Regions from separate parts of the Mus musculus genome. Here region 2 is linked to region 1. The links are chromatin contacts, called in public Hi-C maps. All regions are on one chromosome and are shown on one strand. Each heading gives the region's core, a stretch centred on a gene start, on an enhancer-like site or on the middle of the called end of the contact. The rest is flanking DNA. Distances are from core to core; before and after follow the strand shown. Region 1 holds the start of Bphl (biphenyl hydrolase-like (serine hydrolase, breast epithelial mucin-associated antigen)). Region 2 overlaps Slc22a23 (solute carrier family 22, member 23).

The links. Hi-C and Micro-C count contacts between places; a contact is called where the count stands out from the background.
Region 2: a Hi-C map of liver shows a contact between it and region 1, with 2.3 times the contacts expected there. The contact joins the enhancer-like site here to the promoter of Bphl in region 1. A contact is called at or near these places in 2 of 39 promoter capture datasets (liver and pre-B cells), 1 of 484 Hi-C or Micro-C datasets (liver) and 2 of 115 datasets of contacts at active chromatin or transcription factors (embryonic stem cells and pancreatic cancer cells).

The regions. Positions count from the first base shown.
Region 1 is chr13:34,035,417-34,040,174 of GRCm38.p6, forward strand. It overlaps Bphl (biphenyl hydrolase-like (serine hydrolase, breast epithelial mucin-associated antigen)), which reads left to right and starts at 2,225. Exons shown (of 7, transcript NM_026512.1): 1 at 2,225-2,353. The coding sequence starts at 2,247.
Region 2 is chr13:34,278,743-34,283,234 of GRCm38.p6, forward strand. The region is part of intron 3 of Slc22a23 (solute carrier family 22, member 23); the gene reads right to left. Among named protein-coding and RNA genes, the nearest start is that of Slc22a23, 64 kb to the right of the region's middle. Within about 2 kb of position 2,824, at least 9 of the 459 cell types and tissues checked have an H3K27ac peak or open chromatin away from gene starts, as enhancers often do. A contact at or near this core is called in liver, where this site is marked.

The sequences.
Region 1 (4,758 bases), core at 975-3,474:
GGCCGGAAAACAAGAGAGGAGACTCGACAGTTGCTCCCAAGCACAGGTTTTCTACTTGCTGTGCTTGTGGTCCTGTCTTTCATCAGTTGTGTGGTTACTGTAAAGAATGAGAAAAGGAGCCCTGCCTCAAAGACTTGTTTTTTTAGATCTATTTATTTATGTCTATGAGTACACTGTAGCTGACCAGATGGTTGTGAACCACCACGTGATTGCTGGAATTGGAACTCAATGACCTCCAGAAGAGCAGTCATTGCACTTAACCGCTGAGCCATCTCACCAGCCCCCTCAAAAACCTCTTAACCATTATCTTGATGTATTTTTTTTCTTTGCTTTCTTAAGAGTTGTTTACAAAAAGATGCAACCTATTCTAACAGGGTAAATATTTTCAACCATTTCACTTTAAGTTAATGAAGGTTCATAAATGAACAACATACCCACTCAGTATCCTATCTATCTATTTATTTATTTATTTTGTGTGCACATGTGCTTTTTTTTTCTTTAATGTGGAGGTCAGAGGCCAACTGATGGAAGTCAGTTCTCTATACAAGTAGGGCCTACTTACTTCCTTGGCAGAATCTTCTACCTTCTATGTTACCACATTTTCCAAAATGTCATGTTTATATTCAGTGAAAATTCCAGTAGTGTGTCAACTCTTGTCCACATATCTGGGTGTTCCTTTAATTGCCTCTGCTGTATTTTGCTGCATCCCCAGCACTTGGGAGGCTGACACAGGAGGATCAAGCATCCAAGGCTAGCCTCACCCTAGGCTTCTCTATGGTATAAGCAGTATACAAAGATATCTAAAGGGTTGACAACCAGATTGTGGCTAAAACTGAACCACTTAATCTGATAATGTTTTATAACTGCTGACAATATTTTTAAAAAGGGCCTTAGAAGGTGAGGTAGGGGAAGAGGGGAAGAAATCAAGGTTCCCTTCATGGTTTTATCGCTTCAAAAAATGGGGTGGGGTTAAAATGGAGGACAGACTCAATGACATTTACAAATAAGTGATTATAAAGAGTTAAGAGCTAGTGTAATTGTAGTAAGAGGTATGATGTTTTCATATAGCATTAGGAAGCTAAGCCGACCTGAATACCCCTCCACAGCTCTGTGAGCCAAGCCTTTCTAACTTCTCTTCCCACTGTTTCCTCGTCTATAATCTGGGGTAAGAAGTATGGATGGAGAAGGAGCATATACTAATTAAAAATATAGTGACACACTTTAAGGCACCTGGCACAAAAATGACTAGTTTTTGGTATGAAGTATTGAAAGCTCCCTCCCCCCCCATTACTGGGACTAGTCATTGCTGGGTAATTGGATCGTGAGGACTCTGACTTAATCAATGGAGTTATCTATTAATGGATTCATAGTTTGTTGGTATTATTGGAAGATATAGGAGGTGGGGCCTGACTACAAGAAGCAGGTCACTGGGAGCATGCATGTCTTTGAACAATTTTTCCTTTGAACAGTTTCTTCCAGTTCTTTCTCTTCTCCCTCTCAGCCTGTTAAGTGCTCTTAACACTTAAGTGCCTCCGCTCCCACCATGCACTGCCTTTCCTCGGGCCCAAAGAAATGGGTCCGGATGACCTTGAGCTTAGAGCTCTGAAACCATGAACCTTTCCCCCTTTTACATTGTTCTCAAATGTTTGTCACAGTGGTGCATAAAGCTAACACAGCAAGATGTACAAATGATGAGTTCTTAAGACGTGCATAATAAATGTTGCTCTAAGTAACCTAAAGGCTTGCTACCATTATGCTTAGCATCAAGGGACCAGGGCTAGATAATGTGGGAAGTGGGACATAGTCAGGTGTAGTGATGCAGGCCAGATGTCCCAGCATGAGTCAGGAGGATCAGGAGCTCAAGATCAACATCAGCTAGAGTTCTAGGCCAGCTTGAGCTTTCCTTCCTTAACAGAGGCAGGATGGTCTGCTGTGCACTTGTCTCTCAGAGGCTCTGCTTAGATACCCTTTAGGTGAAGGCAGCACAGCAGGTGGCCCCGCCGACCCATATCCTTGGACTCCTTGGCAGTTGCAAGCAAGGAGCAGTGCCTACTGAACTGTCCACCCTGAGAGAGCTAGGACTAGAAGGACACGCTCTGTTTTTGTTTCTGGGCAGGCCTGACAAGGAGCAGAGCGAGCTCCAGCAAGGCACAGCGGGCCAGGGGCGGGACTTCGAGCTTAGCACTTGAAGGGTGGCATCCAGCCGGGCGCATGCGCGTTCCATGGAGCTTGTGCGACCTGGAGCTATGGCGACCGCAACAGTTCGCCCGGCGGCCCAGCGGTTGCGGCTGCTCCTCTCGCCCCTGAAATCCCGGATCTGCGTACCCCAGGCCGAACCCGTAGCCACCTTCGGGTAATGGCGTGCTCGGGGCAGCGAGGGCCACTGGCCGGGGAGGGATACGGACGCCTGGCGTTGTCGGCCCTTCCTTGCTCAAACCCCACGTCCAGATCCCGCAGAACTGGTGTGCGAGCACTTTGATGCCTGGGGTTAGGTTCTACGTGCTGGGTGGTGGTCCAGCCTCCTCAGTGCACAGGGAAGGAACTGGGGAGGAAGGAAGGGGTGGGGGGCTTGCTGGCCTCTTAGCCATTTGCTGGGAACAGTAATTATTCCTGCCAAATCAGAAATCTGCCTAACCTGCTTCAGTGGCAGGCAGGGCCCAAGTTTCCTGAGTCCTTTTGCTTGCTAATTTTAAACTTAAGTGTGCAAGACAATCTGCTTGGGAACCTGTGTAAATTCAAAGTCCCAGGTTCCCCTGCCAGAGAGTCGAGTGTGTGTGTGTGTGTGTGTGTGTGTGTGGTGATGGCCAGGACACCGAATCTTCACTTCTATTTCCCTCTACACTACACTCCAGCCCTTTGCTAAAATAATAACATTCATGGAGACCTGCTGTCTTGAAAATGGGTGCACGGTCTCAAGAGAATGTAAGCAGAAGATGTGGATAGAGCAGGCTGAAGTTGTGCGCATCCCTCCATGTTATACACATGCAGACATAGGCAGTGGTCGTGTGCAGTTTACTATCGGTGGGCCATTGACAGTAGTAACGAGCATTTGGAACTTTATTAGACCTGATGTGGAAACCAATCGTTTGAGCATATAATCTGGAAGTAGAAAGAACGGAAAAGCGACCCATTTTTTTGTTTGTTTGTTTGTTTGTTTTTAAACATTAGTAGCATGATTGTGTAGCTCTCTTAGTCTATATCCAATTCAGATTTCTTCTCTCATATGACTTTAACAACTTTTTAAATATACACGTTGGAAAACATATCAGTGACTCTGGTTGTATAAATTGCTAGTGAAGAGGCATGTTATCCCGTTTCCTGATTGCAAAAAGGGCTTGAACGAGGCTACTAAGGTTGTGTTAATGTCATGCTCATCGGCAACTTAATGGCTGTTGAGAGTCTCATTCACTTAGCTGCACTGGAGACCACTCTTCCTAAAAGATCTCTGCTAAGGTTTCCCTTAGTCTCACCCTGCATTGTTTTAGAAATACAAACGGCCTGTAACCTGAGAAACAGCTCCAGGTGGTTAATCCTGAAGCCAGGCTGCAGCCTCAGCCGCAACAGTCCCATGAAAACCTCTTCACAGCCAGTGTCCAGCCCGCAGGTAGCTGAGTTATGCACCACAGAGTTTCTTGTAAATCTGATACTTGGAACTTTGACCCTTTCCTTACTTCATGATCTCTGTGATCTGTTGAAAAGTCATTTTTTCTGTGGGGAGTTGTATGTCCGTTCTGATGTTAATAATTTACTAAATCTGACAGTCTGAAAACAGTATTTTCTGAGTTAACCTAAGGAGGTCCGGCCAGAGAATCAGGTCCATTCCTTCGCCTCATCGCTGCCTCCACCCCCCGACTTGGCAATGAGACTGAATGCCACTTTTGCCAGGAGATTAAAGAGAATCATGGGCTTTTGAGATCACATAGTCTAAATAACTGTATTATTGACCCTTCTTAGCTGTGTGACTGTAGACAAGTTACTCAACCTCTCTAGATTCCTGACCTTGCAGTGTTTGTATTTGGAACAATGATTGTGAAACAAAATAAAAATAAATAATTAACAAGTACAATTAATGACATAGTTGGCACATTGAATGAAGAAAAAGAAATAAGACAGGAAAAGACATGATCGCTCCTAGATATGATGGAGAAGAAAGTTTATTATAGATAAATAAGGATAGCATAGCCAAAGGCAGACACAACTGGGAAAGTCCAGAGGGGTAGGGCCAGGGAGGGGGAGAGGAGAACCAACTACAGCAGCCAAGAGGCCAAAGGTACAAAAAGGGGCAGGTACCCAAAAATGTCTGGATTATATAAGGAAGAGCCTCTGGGGAAATGACAGCCTAGCCCCTAGGCTGGAGAGTTCTGGGTAGAGGGCAGGGAATGCCAACTATACCCTGTAACAGGTAGGGATGAGGGATGCTGGGGGAACCTAGAGGCCAGGTCCACTTTGATATGTTAAATAGACACCTCAACCACTTGTCCAGGTTTGGAACTTAACATATATAAATAATAGCACTATATATAAAAAGACACCACACTTTGTGTCATCAAGTAGTGGCAGCAGTTGATACTGTGACTCTCGGTTATTGATGAGAAGCAGAGTATAAGCAGTAAGGACTTACAAAGTGCAGCTGCATCTTATTAAGCAATCCCTATTTTCATCTCTAAGTGAGGTGCTCACTTAGGCTTTCTATTGCTTCTATGACCAAAATGCAAATTGGGGGGGGAAAGGGTTTATTCAGCTTATGCTTCCATGTCA
Region 2 (4,492 bases), core at 1,574-4,073, 240 kb after region 1:
ATAGTCCACACGGCAGACTTCACCGACTTTAAGAAGATCGCCTTTCCACACTCCTCCCAGGAATTCAATTACCTGGAAAGGCAGAGTTAATAAATGACCCAGCCCCTTTACATCCTATGTATCCCATGGAAGACCCTTGGCTTAGTTCAGAAACACAAGGGAGGAAAGGGAAGGGAGGGAGGCAGGAGAGGAGGTGCGTAGGTCCACTGATGCTCCACACAGGCACTGAAAGGAAGGCAGACAAACCTCAGCATTGAAAGAGAGAAGGACAAAGAAAGCCTCACTGTTTCACACATTCTATCTACGGAGCCAACAGCCAGGGATTCAGTCAAGTGGGCACCAGTAACTCATTTCTTCTTTGTCACTTCAACAACTTCCCTTGTTTGTAGAGTGGGGGAGGAACTCCCCACATAAAGCAGCCATCAGGAGGCTCCTACTTGGTCTAAGGCGGCCTTGTCTTTAGTGCTGCAGAGGCTGGCACTGCCTGGTCACAGCCATCTCACAGCCTGGGGGCTCTGAGCCACTGCTCAGCAGCAGTAATAGTAACCACTGTTGGGGACAATTCGAAGGCCGAGTGACCCCTCTGACAATCCTTTACTGATGAAGAAGTGAGTACTGGATGGCCTGGGAGCTGCCCAAGGGCCACCCAGTCTGCCAGTGGAAGCAAGAGCAATGGGACCTGATCTCTGACCCCAGGTAACCTCTCATCAGGGCAGTATCTAGGCACTTGAGGGGTATGAACACTCATCTCCTCACCTGTTGATCATTACAAGGAAGAATAAGGCTGGGTACCCCAGGGGTGTCGGGGCTCAGACTTCCTCTGACATATCATTTAATTCACCAAGCTAGTCCTTTAGAATGACCCAACTCACTAGGTGCAGTGGCACACCCCAGCATTTGGGAGGCAAAGGCAGGCAGACCATTGTGAATTCGAAGTCAGCCAGGTCTGCTTAAAGAATATCAAGTCAGCCAGGGCTACATAGTGAGAACCTGCCACAAACAGTGAAACAAACAAACTCACAGCTCTCTCTTCTCTAACCTTCTGCAGCTTTTTTCCAACCTTATTTTTCCATAATATCCCTACCAACCTTTTAGTAAAAAATGTGTGAGTATAGGAGAGCTATAGCTTCTTGAGGACAAGAAATCAAGAATATGCACTTGGCACCCACATTATCATTTCTGGGGACCCTTCAATGATAAAGAAAGAAGGGAATTCACTGACTACAGAGAGCAGGAAGGAAACAACAGCTATGTGATGCTTGATCCTAGAAGTGGTCTTGCTGGATCTAGTGAGGACTTGGGAAGCAAGTTGCTAACTTTGCAAAGTTGAACCCATTTTCCAAATAATATGCTACCACTCAAAGAATGGGCTAAAAGTATGACAGTAGTGTCACTGCTTCAATGTTTCAGAAAAAGTTTCTGTTTTGGATGATGCAAGCAGGGCTCTCCAGTATAGCACTACTAGATGCCACCATGCAACTGCTAACTCCTGGAGAACAGCAGCCAGTTGTGAGCCATGGTCCAGGCAAAGAGGAACGGGGCTCTCTCTTGAACATCTGGGCCTACCACAAACCTCACATTCAGTAACACCAAGAAGGGACAGAGTCTGAAGAAGAAAGGATACCATTGCCTGAAAATCCAGTATGTACTCACTCAGCCATCCCAAACAAGTCTCAAATCATAGAAAATGTCAGGTTGGATTAGAAAAGACAAGAAGCCTCCCCATAAGAACACAGAGATTGAGAAATATCCTGTCACCACTGCACACCCGAAAACAAAAACAAAAACAAAAACAAAAACAAAAACAAAAACTATGACTCTCTGAACTCTAATCAAGTCCAAGTACTAACCTAGTGTGTGTAAGGCCAAGAATGTCCCAGGAGAAGTGCCCAAGGCTGAACTACACTTAGTGTCCCTGGGGACCCAGAGTTCTTAGGCGTACTTAGTACACACCTGAGGATATTGTAAGCAATAACATCATGCACAATGAACCACTTTGGCTCCATGTCATATTCCATCTGTGTTATAGCCCCAAATCTGGGCAGCACAGCATTCTGAACCTGGTTTGTATAAGTAGATCAGGACTGAGGCGATCAAAGGCTCTGGATTCTCCTTCTGCTTTCTAAACATTAGTTCCAGCTTCTGGAGCTTAGGTGACATGCCACCTAACCACCAAGGCATTGTCTCATAGGAAAGCTAAGGAGTCAGTGGCTAAAGCTAAAGTCCTACCTAAAGCCCACCCAGCAGAGCAAACGGTATGCTGCTGAGGGACTCTGGCCCTGTTGTTCAGTGATGTTTCTGAACTACATAGAAGGAATGTGGAGGAATCATTATATTCTTCACACTGACAGATTCTCAGACTTATCCAAACTACCCTGATGAGAATTTTCTGCCACGTGGAAGTCTACCGAAAGTGTTAAGGCAAAGGAAGCGAGGTTATCACCGTTTCCTCTTCCTGTGCTCACTACAATGGGATTTGCACACAGATGTTCCCACCTCCTCACTGAGACTTCTTCCCACCAATATCAATAGTTGCAAGAGGGTTGAGCAACCAGATTGAAATCTAACCAACTGTTTTGCATTTAGCTCAAACCTATCTGGGTCAAGTAACTTTCATGAGAAATCTCAGCCCACTCCCTCCACTGCTCAAAACTGTCAGTGTGACAAAATCAGTGGTCCTGTTTCTTCCGTGCTAATATGATGTGGTAATAGGGCAGGATAGAGAGTTAGTAAGCTGGAGGTCTGGTCTCTCCCACCTTCAACACCCTGTAACCACACAGGTCCATCTACTTCGTAATCCTGCTGTACAGACTTTCATCATGTTCCATGAGGTCATTGATTCATCCAACTAGTTTTTCCACACCCGATCTACACAAATAGATCTCGTCCTAGAGATATAGTGAAGAGAACAGGTAGTATCCCTGCTTTTAGGGCGCTTACTTTAGTATGGTGGAATGCATGGGGACACTAACGTGCAAGAAAACAAAGGCAGGGTGGACCTAGAGAAATCAGTTGCAAGATATTGATTAGGTGGCCTGAGAAAGCTTCACAGGGATCATGTGAGCAGGGATCACAACTACAAGACATGACCAGGCATGAAGAGATGGGGGTGGAACATTCACACAGACAGGGAATGGGTACAACTGGCCTAAAGGAATAAGAGCAAGGCAAGAAGCCCCTTTGTCTAAGATATCCTGTGAGTCAATAGGGCATGAGCCCACAGGATACCACAATGTGCTTGGAATGTACAGAGATGCTCACTGAAGGACAAAACACACTACTAGCTGGCTCCCAGGATCCTTTGACCCTTCTAAAAGTTCATGGCTGGTGAAATAGTTCCCCAGCCTCCTGAGCTGTTGGTGTAAAGAGGATACTGAATCCTGGCCAACAGGTAAAAGCAGCAAAGGTAGGACTCCTGAGCAGCTTCAGTAGGAAGCTTTCCAACATATGACCATAGTAGCTAGGTTTGCATCACAGAAGGAGCCTGACCCCCAAGGGCAGGGTATTATTTCCTGCTTGGACAGAAGGAAGTGTGAAAATGAGATGTGAAGACATGACATGGAGTTTCGGTTGAGGCAACTGTTTCTATGGGAGGGCAGAGATGAAGCTATTGTCTCTAATTCTGTTCTTTTCCTGTCTAGTGTGGGAGACACTAACTGTTTTTAGCTACTTCAGTTAAGACAAATAAAAATAACACACATGGTCTCTTGGCCAGTCTATCCACATCTCAAGCACCACATGTTCCTGGTAGCTGTAGGACTGGATAGCATAGAAAGGACACATTCTCTATGGCAGTGAGTTCCCTTGGATAACTCCCTTAGCTTCTTGTTTAAGAATGATGCTTTCCACCTGAAAAAATGCTCAACATCCTTAATCATCAGGGAAATGCAAATCAAAACAACCCTGAGATTCCACCTCACACCAGTCAGAATGGCTAAGATCAAAAATTCAGGTGACAGCAGATGCTGGCGAGGATGTGGAGAAAGAGGAACACTCCTCCATTGTTGGTGGGATTGCAGGCTTGTACAACCACTCTGGAGATCAGTCTGGCGGTTCCTCAGAAAACTGGATATAGTACTACCGGAGGATCCAGCAATACCTCTCCTGGGCATATATCCAGAAGATGCCCCAACTGGTAAGAAGGACACATGCTCCACTATGTTCATAGCAGCCTTATTTATAATAGCCAGAAGCTGGAAGGAACCCAGATGCCCCTCAACAGAGGAATGGATACAGAAGATGTGGTACATCTACACAATGGAGTACTACTCAGCTATTAAAAAGAATGAATTTATGAAATTCCTGGCCAAATGGATGGACCTGGAGGGCATCATCCTGAGTGAGGTAACACATTCACAAAGGAACTCACACAATATGTACTCACTGATAAGTGGATATTAGCCCAAAACCTAAGATACCCAAGATATAAGATACAATTTCCTAAACACATGAAACTCAAGAAAAATGAAGACTGAAGTGTGAACACTATGCC